Regions from separate parts of the Sus scrofa genome. Here region 2 is linked to region 1. The links are chromatin contacts, called in public HiChIP or PLAC-seq maps. All regions are on one chromosome and are shown on one strand. Each heading gives the region's core, a stretch centred on a gene start, on an enhancer-like site or on the middle of the called end of the contact. The rest is flanking DNA. Distances are from core to core; before and after follow the strand shown. Region 1 has its middle 290 kb from the start of BCOR. Region 2 has its middle 150 kb from the start of BCOR.

Evidence for each region. HiChIP or PLAC-seq counts read pairs in DNA pulled down with a chosen protein or histone mark.
Region 2: a contact with region 1 is called in an H3K27ac HiChIP or PLAC-seq map of skeletal muscle. The contact joins two enhancer-like sites. A contact is called at or near these places in 2 of 47 Hi-C or Micro-C datasets (embryonic fibroblasts and skeletal muscle) and 1 of 2 datasets of contacts at active chromatin or transcription factors (skeletal muscle).

The regions. Positions count from the first base shown.
Region 1 is chrX:35,598,416-35,605,507 of Sscrofa11.1, reverse strand. No RefSeq gene overlaps it. Among named protein-coding and RNA genes, the nearest start is that of BCOR, 290 kb to the left of the region's middle. Within about 2 kb of position 3,752, at least 15 of the 83 cell types and tissues checked have an H3K27ac peak or open chromatin away from gene starts, as enhancers often do. A contact at or near this core is called in skeletal muscle, where this site is marked.
Region 2 is chrX:35,737,291-35,744,933 of Sscrofa11.1, reverse strand. No RefSeq gene overlaps it. Among named protein-coding and RNA genes, the nearest start is that of BCOR, 150 kb to the left of the region's middle. Within about 2 kb of position 3,448, at least 48 of the 83 cell types and tissues checked have an H3K27ac peak or open chromatin away from gene starts, as enhancers often do. A contact at or near this core is called in skeletal muscle, where this site is marked.

The sequences.
Region 1 (7,092 bases), core at 2,503-5,002:
AGCCACAGCCATGTGGGATCCGAGCCGCATCTGTGACCTACACCACATCTGATGGCAACTTCCCGATCGTTAACCCACTGAGCAAGGCCAGGGATCGAACCCGCAACCTCATGGTTCCTAGTCGGATTCGTTAACCACTGAGCCACGATGGGAACTCCCCGTCTGGCCCTTGGATGCTGGCTGTTAGCAGGGGTCTTTGCTGGGGCTATCAGCTGGCACATGGCTACGAGGGCTCTCTGTGTAGTCTGGGCTTCCCCACAGCATGGCAGCTGCTTTCTGAGAATAAGTATCCAGAGCGAGGAAGCCTTAGAAGTCACATAATGACACTTCCACCGTTGTCACAAATCTAGCCAGATTCAAGGGAAGGGACCATAGATCTCAGCTCTTGATGGGAAGAGTGACATCACGTTGTAAGAAGGTCACATGGCTCGGGAAATCTTGTCATGGCCATCCTGGAAGATACAATCTGCCACCATGCTTTTTCTGTTCCTTAAAAAAAAAAATTTTTTTTTAACCTCATAAGGGCCTCTGCGAATTAAATCCAAATTCATTTTGGAGTCACTTCCATTGGTCACAAGCTGCTAAATGAGTAGGTACCCAGAGATTTGCCCAATCGCTTCTGTTCTGCCCCTGTCATAGTTTCCCTGCCAGGAGCCACTCACTGAACTAGAGCTGAGGACACAAAATCCCCTGTCCTGGGGAAGACAGCAACTATCAGCCCCGAGGAGAAAATTCCCCTAAACCCCTGTCCCAAAGAATTGTCACCTTCACCCTACAAAAAGGGGGGAGTTCCCATTGTGGCTCAGCAGGTTAAGAACCCGACTAGTACCCATGAGGATGTGGGTTCAATCCTTGGCCTCACTCAGTGGATTAAGGATCCGGTGTTGATGTGAGCTGTGGTGTAGGTCACAGATGAGGCTCAGACCTGGTGTTGCCGTGGCTGTGGTGTAGGCTGGTGGCTGCAGTTCCGACTTGACCCCTAGCTTGGAAACTTCCATATGCTGCAGGTGCAACCCTTAAAAACAAAACAAAACAAAAAGAATTACAAGAATTGTTGCCTTCAGTTTTAATAAATTTACATGGACTCCGTCCTAAACAGGCAAGGTGATGGAATAGTTCGTCCTGAACTGTCCCCAACTTCTGCCCCTGCCCTTGTGCGGGCCTGGCTAAACTTTCTTCGTTGTTGTTGCAGGCTGAGTTGTGTCCTCCCAAAGTCGTATGGTGAAATCCCAACTCCTAGTACAGAATGTGACTACGTTTGGAAACAGGGTCTTCCCTCCTTTAATTCCCTTAAAGGAGGGAATTAAAATGGAGTGAGGTTTCAAGGGTACGGCCCCAACTCAACAAGATTAATGTCTTTATAAATTGGGGAGGAGATGCCAGAGATGTGTGCACACAGTGGGAAGACCATGTGGAGACCCACCGAGAAGGCGGCCATCTGCAAGCCAAGGAGAGAGGCCTCCAAGGAAACCAGCCCTGCTGACACCTTGGTCTTGGACGTCTAGCCTCCAGGAGAAATACATTTCTCTTATGAAGCCAGCCAGTTTTTGTTTGTTTGTTTGTTTGTTTTTAAGGCCACATTCATGGCATATGGAGGTTCCCAGGCTAGGGGTTGAATCAGAGCTGCAGCTGCTGGTCTACGCCACAGCCATAGCAATGTGGGATCCGAGCTGCCTCTGCGACTTAGGCCACAGCTCAAGGCAATGCTGGATCCTTAGCCTACTGACCGAGGCCATGGATGGAACCTACATCCTCATGGATCCTAGTTGGGTTCCCTACTGCTGAGCCAAGATGGGAACTCCAGGCTGCTTTGATTAGATTAACTGGTGGTCACCTGGGGTCTCTGGACTCGCCAGTGAGGGATCAGCTCAGAGCAACAGGAATATAATGCAAGCTACAAATGTGAGTCACGTATGTCCTTCGGAATGTTCTAGTCAGCCAGGCAGGAGGCTGGCACAAAGTGTCAGCTAGTCTGGGGGTGCGCCTTCAGCCCTGGCTCTGTCAATCCGGGGGCATAGGGGAACCAGCAGAAAGGCACCCTTTGCTGAAGTCACCTGCAGCCCAGCCCACTCCTGGGTGCAGGGCAGGCAGCCTTCCTCCTCCCGGGGTTGTTTCCACCACAGAGGAATCCAGGGCCCGCCTGGCCCCGATGCATTTTTTATTTTGCTATATTCTTTCCATTGTCCTGAAGTGAATAATTTAAGCTGACACAGAAAGGAAGGGCAGCCCTTGCCACAAAGGGGAGGCTGTCAGCTCTCCCCCTGCCCCGCCACACACACACCCCCGAACCTCTCTTTGGCTTTGCCTCCTGGGTTTCTCTCTTCCTTGTTTGGTTTCTCTGTCTGCCTCATTCTTGAACTTGAGCCTTTTTCTGGTACTCTTTCATGTCTGATGGGCACATGCATGGCAGTTGCTTGCGCACGCGAGCACACACAGACACATACCGACACACACACACACACACACACACACACACACACACATACACGCCCTATTCCCTCGCCCCAGGTCTCCGTGGGCAGAATGTGTGACATTTGTGTGTGTGTCTCCCTCTTGGTGTGTGATGATTCTCATCAACGGTTCCCTGCTTCTCCTTTCCCTTCTTTCCTTTTGTTGACTCTGCTGTTTGCATATGCAGGAGAAAGGGCTGCTTTCCTTGCGAATCGGCCTTAGGCCTTATTTTTTTTCTGGGTCTCTTTTTGCAACCCCACAGCATGGAATCAAAGTCTTGGGGGTGAAGGGCGGGGATGGGAGAAGACAGAGCCAGAGGCTTCGCCAAGCTTCCCAGGGAAGACGAGGGATTTTCTGAAGCTACAAGGGGCAAGTTTGAGGTTGACGAACACTCAGGGGCTTTTCTGTGCCCCTGGGCCCTCTGTGCTCAGTGTATGGAGCTGCCGCTGGCCACAGGCATTGTCTGGAGAGCAGCCTTGGCCTTCTTCAGCCTTGAACCAGGAAGCAGGCTTTATTTGTCGGGAGAGGGCATAGCCAGGATTTCCTGAAGGTTCTGGCCTCTGGCCTGTAACCCAGTTCTGTCCAATAGCAATATAATGCAAGCCACAAATGTGAGTCACATACATCCTTTGGAATGTCCTAGTAGCCACATGAAAAAGGTAAAAAGAAACAGGTGAAATGAATTTGAACAATATATCTTAGTTAACCCAGTTCATCCAAAATATTATCATTTCAACATGTAGTCAAGAAACAATTATTAAGGAGATCGCTTCCCCCCCGCCCCCTTTTTTGGAATCTAAGTCTTGCAAATCCGGTGGGTATTTCATGCTTTCGTCCTGCCTCCGTTTGGACTGACCACATTTCAAATGCTCCAGAGCCACACGTGGCTCGTGGCCACCGTATAACCACCAGGCCTGGGCTCCGGAAGCTCCAGCTGGGCTGCCTAAATGGCAGGGCTCTTAGGAAGTCCTCGGTGCGGCCGTTTGATGGGAAGGACGCGAGGTGATGTGTGGGAAGTTCTCGAAGCGATTATTCTGCCATTACCATCATTAGCTGTAATCATCATCAGCGCAATGGCAGCGCCCGCGTCCGGCCCCGTCGCTGTCTGTTTCCAATTCAAGCTGCGCGCTGTGCTGGGGCATCGCTGACCTGGATTCGGTTATTTGGGGGAGCTGAGGGTGCAGTTTCCAGCTGCCCTCGCCCCGCCCCGGGGCCTCGCCTCCTTGGCGCCTGTTCCTCCTCCTCTGCTTTAGGTCCCAGGCACCCCTCTGGCTTTCCCCTTCTATATATAGCGCTCTGTGGTGACAGCTGGTCATCTGATGACTCATCAGTCACTGTGGGCGTCTCTGGATGGAACCCTGAACATTTATTCATAGGGTGTTTTTGGCAGCTCCTGCCCTCCGCCTAGTAAGTGCTGGCTTTAGGGGCTTGTCTCTAAAAAAATCACATGCAGAATGGGGGTGGGGGTTGAGGAGCCAGCAGGCCCCCAGCCGAAGGCCTCTGGGTGCTCGGCAGATCCAGCAGGGCACTGGGGCACCAGGGGAGCTGGTGAACGCCAAGACACCAATTGCTCAACCGAGGGCTTGGATGGTGCTTTCGCTCTCCCTTTAGTCACCCGTCCTGAGTACCTGGCTGGCCCTGGATTGGCCCTGGCTGCGGAGGCTTCTGAGATGTTAGCGCCTTTCCCAAGCCCGCGGCCCCCATCTCGTTTCAGTGGGACAGCAAGGACTCGAGACTGGCTCTGGAGCTGCCAACAGCTGGGTTTAATCGAGGCTGCTCTGCTCACCAGCTGTGCCACCTGGGAGCGTCCCTTCTGATCGCTGAGTTTCTGCTTCCTCTCTGGGGCAAGGCGCTCAGTACCAGTGTGGCCGGCTGCGTTCCAAGGACTGAATGAGGGACTGTCGGTAACGGGTCAACCCACAGTCAAGTGTTCTTGCCCAGCCCGCGGTGGGGCTGGGGGGCTAGGACTTCCATTTGCCAGCAGCGGATGCTGAGATGAGGATTTGCGTGGAAGTGATTTCCGATGGAGGGGCTTCCGGGAGATGCCCATAAGATGCAGGGGAAGGCGGGACTGGGAAGGGGCGGGGGAGCCAATTTCAGACAAAGTCCTGCTCCTGAGGGTAGCCTCTGCCTGACCCCATGGGGGTGGGCCCTGGGGGGTCGGGGGCGGGGTAAGTCATGCCTCAAAGTCTGTCCTGACTCCTGGCAAGAGGGCTGAGCTGCCAGTCACACTCCCTCAGTGGGTGTTGTCAGCATCTCAGGGAGACCCTGGGCCTGGGGCTACAGGCTTCCAGACCCTTCTGATTCTCTGAGGATGAGCTGCTCCAGGCGCTGAGGGTGGGCTGCAAAGGGAGTCACAGGTGCAGGTTATCAGAAGTTGGGGGAGGGATGCTTATTATCAAAAAGGGACCCAGGAATCTGCCTCCCTGCAACAGTGGCCATCAGCCCTCTGGGGGTGACACCAGTGCCAGGGACGGGGAAGGTGATTGGAGTTACAAGGGGAGGCACTGCCCAGGCCTTTCCACTTACATCAGGCAGAAGGGCCGCCAGATGAGGAGGATGCAGAAGCCTGAGGAGCTTCTGGCCAAGCCCAGCCTCGGGGGGGACACCCCGACATTGGACACATGGGTGAGGGAGGGGGCACGGACCCAGGATGCCAGGCGCTAAGTCTCGTTCATCCCACAGGCAAGGCTTCCGATCATCACTGCTGCCACCGCTTCCCAGTCCATGCCTTCTTCCTTCCTTCCACACCTCAGCCCGGACCCCAGACCGTGCAGACTCTCCATCAGCTCAGCGCACCCCCAGGCTCCTTGGGGTCAGGCTCCTCCGTGCTCTCGCTCTCGTTCCCACCTTCTGACTCCCAACTTCTTCCCTGCCTCCTCCAGGCTCCTGTCCTCTGCCTCCCTGGACTTCGAGCCTACTTGGCCCCCAGCCCCCTTTCTCCAGCCACTAAGGCTTCTGTGCCCTCTACTGGGGACACGGGATGCTGGGGGGGGGGGGCGTCTAGAGGCCCTGACGTCATTGCCCCTAAGTTTCCATTCACCAGCAATGATGAGTTTATTTTCCACTCGCAGGAATTCCGAGTGCGAATGATTTTACCACTGCTCTGTTCTTGGTGCAGCTGGGATTCTATTTATCACCGGCTTAGGAATTTGACGTCCTGGCTTTTCCACCCCAGTAGAATTCTCTCCCCTTCCCCCTCTTCTCCTCTTCTGCCTCTTCCCATTTTCATTCCGCTCTCCCCTCCCGCTCCCTTTCCTTCCTCCTTCTCCCTCCCCCTCCCTCCCCCGCCCCCACAGCTGTCCCCAGGCAGTGACCCAGGCAAGAGCCCGCAGGCAAGCCTGCCCCTCAGGGAAGCAGCAGGTGATGGCAGCACACACGCAGCAGGGTGACGAGTTGACAATTGGCCAAGAGCTCCGTTCCGACTTCAGTCACCCACCCCGCCAAGCGGCAGTCATTATTATTATTTTTTAACTTAAAAAAAATTGCTCAACCCAGGGCCAGAGCATATATTTGACATGCGGTAGCAGCAGTGGTGGAAAAGGATGCTTTAAAAGGGTCATTAAGACAAACACTCTTGGAAAATTTAACAGAAATTCTATTTAGCTATTTGAAAATATGAGGGTATTATATTGTCTTAGTGAAAATACCTTTTCCTTTCAGTGGCTCACTTATTTTCCCTCCCGTGGTTCTAGTTGATTAAATGCTGTTTTTGCAGCATCACCCCAGTTCACGGCAGCCCTGTGATTCGGTGGAGCCCAGCCTGGCAGAGCTTTTCGGAGGAACAGCGTGTGTTCTCTTGGAAACTCACTGAGGGGTTCAGAGCCGGAGAGCCCCCTGCCAGCCTTGACTGTGAACCGGGCTTGTGTCAAGGCAGGGTCTCCGGCTCATGTGACCACCCTGGACCAGGGTGGGGCTTACCCATTTTCCCACGGGGAAGGGTCGAGGTCTGAATGAGCCTGGTGAATCGCTTCTTGGTAATTTAAGGTGGGTCAGTCTCTCTGCGGCTAAGCTGAGCTGAGGTTGGAGTCGCAGGGTGTGGCGCCCACAACTCCTGGCAGTTAACCTCACACAAAGGCAAAACTCTCCCGGCACAAGCAGCTCCACCTTGGCTGCCTGTGGGCAATTCTTCCAATGTTTTTCCATTAGTCACAAAGGAGGAGGGGGTGGGCTGGGGGGTAGGGTGGGCAGTGTGGACAGTCATGGCAAACCCGTAGTTATTAGGAAGAAAGCCTCAAATGCACTGCTGTCTAAGGCAGCGTTTGAAGAGCTGGCATGGGGTAGGGGGTGGTTGGTGAAAATCCACATATGACACAGAGCAAGTATACACAGCCATCTACAAATCCTGGGTTCCTGACATCCGAACTTCTTTGCGAGATCGCTTGCCCAGCACCTGGGGCCCTTTGCCCGAGCCTCTCCCTGACTGCCTGAATGGGCAGTGCCCACAGGGAGGGCAGCCCACACTAGTGCCCCCAACCACAGCTATTAGGATTGGGTGGGTAGACGCCGCAGCTTCTTTGTCCTTCCTATGGGACAGTCTGAGGTGTTCCACACCATCAACAAAAAGTGACCCATTCAGGGAGTTCCCGTTGTGGCTCAACAGGTTATGAGCCTGACTAGTATCCATGAGCATTCCGGTTT
Region 2 (7,643 bases), core at 2,199-4,698, 140 kb before region 1:
TTCTATATGCCACAGGTGCGTCCCTAAAAAAGAAAAAAAAAAAATCTTGTAACTTTGTAGTTCCTGCTGAAGAACCCAACTACAGTGGCTTGGGTGGTGCAGGTTTGATCCTGGGCCCCATGCAGTAGGTTAAGGATGTGGCATTGCTGCAACTCAGGTCTTGGCTGCTGCTCAGATTCAGTCCCTAGCCCAAGAACTTCCATTTGCCTTGGGTGCAGCCATAAAAAGAAAAAAAAATCTCAAAGCAAAAAATGAAGTCATGTGTTCCTTTTTCATTTAAAATGAGGTATGTGGTGGTTTTAAAACAGAGCCCAGGAGTTTCCTGGTGGTCTAGAAGTTAAGGATCCAGTGTTGTCACTGCTGTGGTGCTGGTTCCATCCCTGGCCCGGGAACTTCCACATGGACGGGTGCAGCCAAAAAAAAAAAAAGAACACACCGGAAATCAAAACCAAAAAACCCCAGAGCCCTAAGATTCGTTGACACACTACCCATTGAGACGTAAGGGGGGGGTGGGGGCTCGATGTCGTCTCCTCCCCTTGAATCTGGGTTCTCTAACTGCTTGACCAACAGAATACAGTGCAACTGACACTGCTGGTTTCTGGGCTTAGTTTCCTTAAGTAACTGGCAGCTTCCATTTCCTAGCTTTCTTGGGTGCTCACTCTTGGCACCCAGCCACCATGCTGTGAGGAAGCCCAAGCGATCCTGTGGAGAGGCCCACATGGAGGAGAACCAGAGCCAGCACCAGCTTGCCAACCATGTGCGTGAGCCATCTTGAAAATGGATTCTTGAGTCCCCGTCGAGCTGCCCCAGTTGCCGCAGCGCGGAGCAGAGGTGAGCTATCTCTGCCAAGCCCTGCCCAGACTGCAGATTCTTGAGCAAAATAAATGATTATTGTTGTTTATACCACTAAGCTTTGAGGTGGCTTTACACAGTAATAAACAGAACAGGATCTAACTTAAACATAGTAAAGTGTACAGCCCTGAGAAGTTTTACAATTGTAAATAACCAAGTAGCCATCCATTAGGTTAGATACAGAATAACTGCATTGGGAACTCCTGTCACGGCCCAGTGGAAACGAATCCGACTAGGAACCATGAGGTTGCAGGTTCGATCCCTGGCCTTGCTCAGTGGGTTCAGGATCCGCCATTGCCATGAGCTGTGGTGTAGGCTCGGATCCCGTGTTGCTGTGGCTGTGGTGTAGGCCTGCGGCTACAGCTCCGATGAGACCCCTAGCCTGGGAACCTCCATATGCTGCAGGTGCGGACCTAGAGAAGACAAAAAGACAAAAAAAAAAAAAACCAAAAAAAAAAACCCAAACAAAAAACCAACCAACCAACCAACCAACCAACCAGAGTATCTGCATTTCCCCAGAAGGTTCCTTAGTCAAACAGTTTCTTGAAATACTACCCAGGCACCTGAACTCTTACCCCACAGTTCTGGGCAGCTCAGCATTTATGCTTTTTTTCTCAGAGACATTTCCAAACTTAACTGGCTTGGAAACATCCTCTTCAGCCTCCATCGATGGAATAAAAACAGGCCAGAAAAGAGCAAAGGCTCGAATGGAAGGCAACCAGATTTCAGTCTGTAACCTCTGGGATGTAGGTCGGCAAGAAAATGAGCTGATCTGCTCTCAAACCTCCCATCAGCAGCGTCACCTCATAAAAAGCAAGCGCACAGGGTGCCGTCTTAATACCTGCGGTCAGGCCTGTGAGGCCTGCTTTGGTACTTGCAGTCCTAACTCCGGCCAAAGCAACAGAGGCCAAAAAGGCTTTGGGGAATCTTTAAGCTGGGTGGGGGAGAGTCCTGCCCCCCTCCCCAAATCTGCTTCACCAACTGCTTTACTTCCAACTGTGGGCTGATTTCCATTAATCACACTTGGCCCTAAGTACCCTGGAACAGCCTTTCAGGAATTTTAAGGGGCTCCTGACAAAGCAGGTCCCTGAGACCAAACAATAGTGGTCTCCAGGAAAAGCCTGGATGCGGAAGGGACGTGTCCACCCTCACTCCTGGCCTTCCTGGAGACCCAGGTTCCAGGCCTGCTTGTGATCTCCCCAGGTAGGAACCCGAGTTCCTCCACTAAATAGATTTTCCTTTTGTTGTCACATTAATTTGCAACTCATTAATAGTGACAGAAGTGAGGTACTGCACCGATGTCATTTGCATATTCATGAGTGACTTATTATTAAACAAATAAGATTTTCCTATCTTCGTGAGCACCCAAAGTAAGGCTGAACAGTACATTACACCGGCCCTGATGCTTTATTCTCTCTTTAATATGTTAATAGATGCAGTTGATTTCTTTAAGTAAATACGCATCTATAAAACAACACGTACTTTATAAAAAAGAAATCATTTAAATAATAATCCATTAGCAAAGTTGGCAACAATTTAAGAGGAACAACCCATTAATACCAACGCGTGAGAATCAATTTGCGAATTTTAACTCGGCTGGGTGGTGGGTTGCGGACGATCGAGGAGGAGGACGTGCGAGAGTGTGTGCGCGCTTAAAAAAATATTGTAATGAGTTTCCGAAGACGAGCACTCGAATCCTTCGCATCTTTCGGGTGCCGGCTCCCAGTAGGTCGAAAACTGCCTGCGTCCTGGCCGGGATCAGCGTTTTTCCGGCATCCGCAGGGCAGTGGAAGGGTGATCTGAAAGCAGGCCGGAGCGCCACGTCGGCCGGGCAGCTCTCACTGTGCCCACGGGCCCCGCATGAGCACCGGGTTAAGGCGCGTGGAGGCGGGGCGGGGCCTGGGCTCCGGGCGAGACTCCCCTACGGGGCTGCGGCTGATGGCCTCCCCTCCGATCCACCCCCCCCTCCGGCACCGGTTTCGTCGTCATAGCCGGTTCTTTCCTGCCGGGGTCAGGGCGCGCTCCCCCCGCGGCGGCGCGGAGCGCGGGGCCAACCGCGCACCCTTATCTCGGCCGAGTCAGACACTCGCCGCGCGGAATCTGTTGACATTTACTATTGTTCGCAGGAGTCCGGAGCACGGGGCGGGGGCGGGCGGGCCGAGACAGCGAGAGGGAGGGCGGCGAGTGTGGGGCCTGCGGTCGGCCTGGGTGTGTGTTTGTCTGAGCTCGCGAAGGGTGAGGGTGGGGGTCGGGGGAATGCGCCGTCTCCACGGAGGACAAAAAGTGACTCGCGGGCCCGGAAGCTTCCAAGCCGGCTCACTGGCCCACGCCGGGAATTGAGGTGGTGGTGCTGGGGCGGGGGAAGCGGGGGGAGTGGTACACAAGAAGAAAGATGGGGCAGCCGGCGGTGAGGTCCGCGGATGGAGGGGGTCGGCTCCAGCCACACGGCCCCCAGTGACCTGCAGGACACAAGTGCATTTGTGCCGAGCCGTGGCGGGGATTAAAGTGCCATACGGCTCGAGCGAGGGGGGCGAGGCGGATGGAAAACAACTCCCCGCGCGCACAAAGCGCGCATTGTTCCAGCCACCTCCATTATGCCGCGCTGCAGCCAAGAGCCCGTTTCGCAACTGCCCGCCCGGCGCTCGCGCGTACACACACACACACACACACACAGCCTCGCAACACGCGCGCGCGCACACATACACACACACACACACCCTGGAATTCGCCCGGGCCGCGGCCAGGGGTGGGTGCGCTCCGCCGGGACTGGGAGAGGCCACTGGGGCGGAGGATGGGGGTTGGGAGAGGGGCTCGCAGGCGTCTTTTTCAGCTCGGCTGCTTGTCTATTCAGGGCTAGGCTTTTAAATGTCTTCTCTCCCTAATCGCCTCCCCGGCACTTCTCCTTTTCTCCGGTTCCTCGGGCCTGCCCCGAGCGCACCCCAGAACCTGGAGCTCCCCGAGAAAGGCGGCGACGGCGGGGGTTGGGGGTTAGGGAGGGAGCGCTCTCGGCCGCTGTCGCCCGGGGATCGCAGCCCCAGGCGCGCAGCGCTTGCCTGCTCTGCTGAGGACACGTGCTCGGGAGGAACCGGGGAAACGTCCCGCCTCCCTAGGAGAGGCTCCCGGAGCGCCCACATCCCGGGCTCTCCAGGACTTCCCCGGCCCCGGAGCGGGAGCTGCGGAACCCCACGCCGCACTGACGGGCCTGCCCGCAGGTGCGTGCCAAGTGGGACAGCTCGGCCGCCCCCACCCTCCCCAGGCCGGGGCCTGGGCCCTGTCCTCCGCCCTCTCCGGCCTTCACGGCACTGGATAGGCGCCTGGAGAGGAATTAAGACTTGCCAGCCTCTTAGGACCCTACCCTTTTCTCCCCTGGGAGCGGAGCGGGGGTGGGGATGGGGGGCAGGGAAGGAACCGAGACACCCCACTCGCCTCCCGTCGCGCCCTCCCTGGTGGGCAGGTGGGGAGCGTAGGAGCCCGAGCGCGGCGAGCCAGCGCGGTCTGGTTTCCTTTACGTTTACAAGCTATAAATAAACTTCCCCTTGGGCGGATGCGCGCTGCGTCCAAGGGTGGCTTCCCGCCGAATCCGGCGGGTGGTTTACGATCCCGGCCGGGAGCTGGTCCTAGCGCGGCCTGAGCCCCGGGTGGGGCGCTGGCTCGGGGAGAGCTCAGAGGTCGGCCAGGAGTGGCCGAGTGACCCTCCATCCCTTGCGGGCTTGGGGCGCCTCTGTGGTGTGGCTCGAGGGTGGGGCTGGGTGATTTATAAGCCGTCCCTTCTCCCTGCCGCTCCCATTTCACTTGTTTTCCTCGCCTTCTCCCGCTCAAACCCCATTCCCGAATCCTCGCCCCCAACCCTGCCCCGCGACGATTTGGTAATTGCCGGCTGCTGGAGCGCCAACGCAGGCCCCGGAGGCGCGCGTGTCCGCAGGGCGTGGGCGAGGCCCTCGGTGCTTTCACCCTCACGCCTCCGCCTGGGGCCGAGAGCTGGCCGGCTGAGCGGGACACGGCTGGGCGGCCGGGGGCGGCCTTGGCCGGAGAGGCGGGGAGGAAGGGCTGGCTGCACCACTCCGGAAACCGCGAGCCTCCCGGGTGGATCACTGACCCTCAAGGTCACGGGGCGCGGGGAAACCACCGCCCCGCGCCAGAGCTGAGGCCAACGCTCCCGTCGGAACTCCCCTGGAGGGTGGGCGGCTCCGCAAGGGAGCCCAGAGGACGAGATAGGAGACGTGACGCAGAGGCCGTCACGGGTCCCAACACTGCCCTCCACCAAAGGGGCGCCGTTTCACTCGACCTTGGCGACCACGCCGCGAAGTCGGGGGCCAGGCCTCCTCGAGTCCCCAGCACGCGCGCGTGTGTGTGTGTGTGTGGGGGGGGTGCTGGTGTACGTGCATGGGCCTATGGGGAGTCTCAGGGGAGTAGGGTGACTCTGGCAGCTGCTCTCTCGGTTCGTTTCCGATGAGACTTGGGAGGCCGCGGAGGAGAGGCGGCCATCCGAGTGGGCGAGAGCCCGGCTTGGGAATGGGAACGGGGAGGGGGCGCCTTCCCCTCGGGAGGTTCGGCAGCGAACGCCCCCAGCATCCCCTACCCTCCCGTCTCCGGGCCGCAGCCCCACAGCGCCCCAGGCTCGCTCCTCTGCTCGGTGTTTGTTTAACCCTCAACCCCTCCGAGGCAGCTGCGGATAGAGGGATTCCCGGCGGCGTTAATCCTGGGGCTGGACCCCAACCTCGGCCGCTGGGAGCGCCCCCCCCCAACCTCGAGGCCAGAAGTCCCAATGGGCCGGCGCCTCCGCCACCTAAATGGGTCTGAGGGCCGTCAGGGGTCGACAGAAGGGGACCCTTGGCAAAGTCCCCATTGTTCCCCGGGAGCTGGGAAGCTGACTCACGCTCTGAACAGAGCGATGCCGAGTGTTTTCTCGGCAGCCTTCGCCCGAGTGCTTTATTTAGACAGGCTTTATTTACAGTACACATGTTTTCGGCTCGTTATTCTGGAGGCGGGAGTGGAAACTGGGCAGAGCAGGAGTTCTCTCCGTGCGCCTCACGTTTGGAAGAGGCTGAGGCTCAGCGCAGTCGAAGGATCCCACTCCTGCCTGCGTGCTCTGTTCCCTAGTGAGAGGATGCGGAGGAAAATGGTGAGCGGGTGGAAGCGGGGGGCGCACACAGCGGTCACCCCCTTTCCTGATGCCGCTCTTCAAAATGCATAGCTCCCCAGGAACGTGAGACATGCGCAGGCCCACTGTACAGACTTCAGGGGGGCCAGAAATTCACACAGACAACACACACCGGCTTAGGGAGAAAAGTGTCTTAAACTCCTTTTCCTGGGCTTCTTTCTTATGGTTTTGGATTTTCTGGCTTAGCCAGGTCTTGGTCCCTCTGGATTCTGCGAAGACTTTGTCCAGACTCTTGAGTGGAGGGTCCAGGCCAGCCAGTGGCCTGGAAGGCCTCTGGTCGCCACCCTGCAGTCAAGTCTGCCTATTGGCAGCTACTCACTAAGCGGGGTGGTCTGGTTAGGGACTGCAGGAAATTGTCTGAGCTAGGTGAAATATTTCACAGAACCTTCGGGCGGCCCGAGGTTGACTTGAAGCTGGCGATGTTAAAACCCAAGCAAGGTTAACGAGTTCTCTCTCTCTCCTGACTTCTCCGGCGCAGTTCACAGAAAACTGGGGGTGGCGCTCTTTAGAGGAAGTAGGTTTAATGGCATTTCCTCTCATTTTTCTGCACAGCGAGGTGTTGCGGTCGTCTGCCCTGCTACTCGCAGGGCTCAGTAGCCTCACTGGGGCTGGGGTGGCAGAAGGGCCTCCCTAAGGTCCCTCTTTGCGGGGCCGCAGCTGACTCGAGCTCCGTGGCCACTGAATTCGAAGTCAGCCTGTTTGCTTGCTTCTAACTCCTGCTTGGAGTGAAGGGCAGCCTGAGCGGAGGTGCTGGTGGGGGGGGGGGCAAGGAAGTGAACAGACACCCGGGGCCTCTTCTCCTGGCCTTCCGCTCGTGCTAGCGCAGCTCCTGGGGTGGGGGTGGAAATGCCTGCTCTTGAGGAGTCCAGGCCTAACAGCCTTTGCCTGGTTTTCTCTCCCTCTCTTGAGTCCCTGGCTGCAAATCCTCAGCTGTTTTCTGGGGTTTGTCTGCAGTGTTTCTCATCCTGAATCCCCCACCCTTTGGCTCCTGCCCCCTGGCTGGGGTGGGGGTGGGGAGGGTTGCCTTCGTGCCTGCATGAATGCCCACTCCATCCTCATTGCCAGGCTGCAGTGTTGGAGCTCTGCAGGCCAGAGCATCACTGTGGCCGAGTGAGAGGAGATGGCCTGACCTTTGCAGGAAGGGAAGAGAAGGCAGATTCACAACTCGCAGCGCTGCAAGGAAACCCAGGGCTGCATAGGGAGCCGCAAGCGTTGCCACAGCCCCAGCAGCTCTGCCGTGAGCCTGTAAGAGGAAACCAGCTCCGGGAGGCCAAGAGCTTCTGTGCGGGTGTGTGTGTGTGTGTGTGTGTGTACGCGCGCGTACACACACACACACACACACACAACCGTGCACTCGAGCTGGGGACGAGGTGCACAGGCGAGAGAGTAACTGCCGTTGGTGGGGGGAGGCTGAGGCCCCTGCCAGTGTAGGGTAGTGCGCTGGGGGAGGGTTCACAGAGAGGCTGAGGGCCAAGGTTGTGGCTGCAGTGGAGGATGAGGCCTCTGGAAAAGACTACTGGTTAAAGGAAGCTGCTCTTTAGAGGCCCAGCCACCTGGAGACGGCTCTTCGGATGGGGGTGGGAGTGGGATCCAAGCAGTTAGGAAAGTATGCCTAGGGAGGGTGGAATTG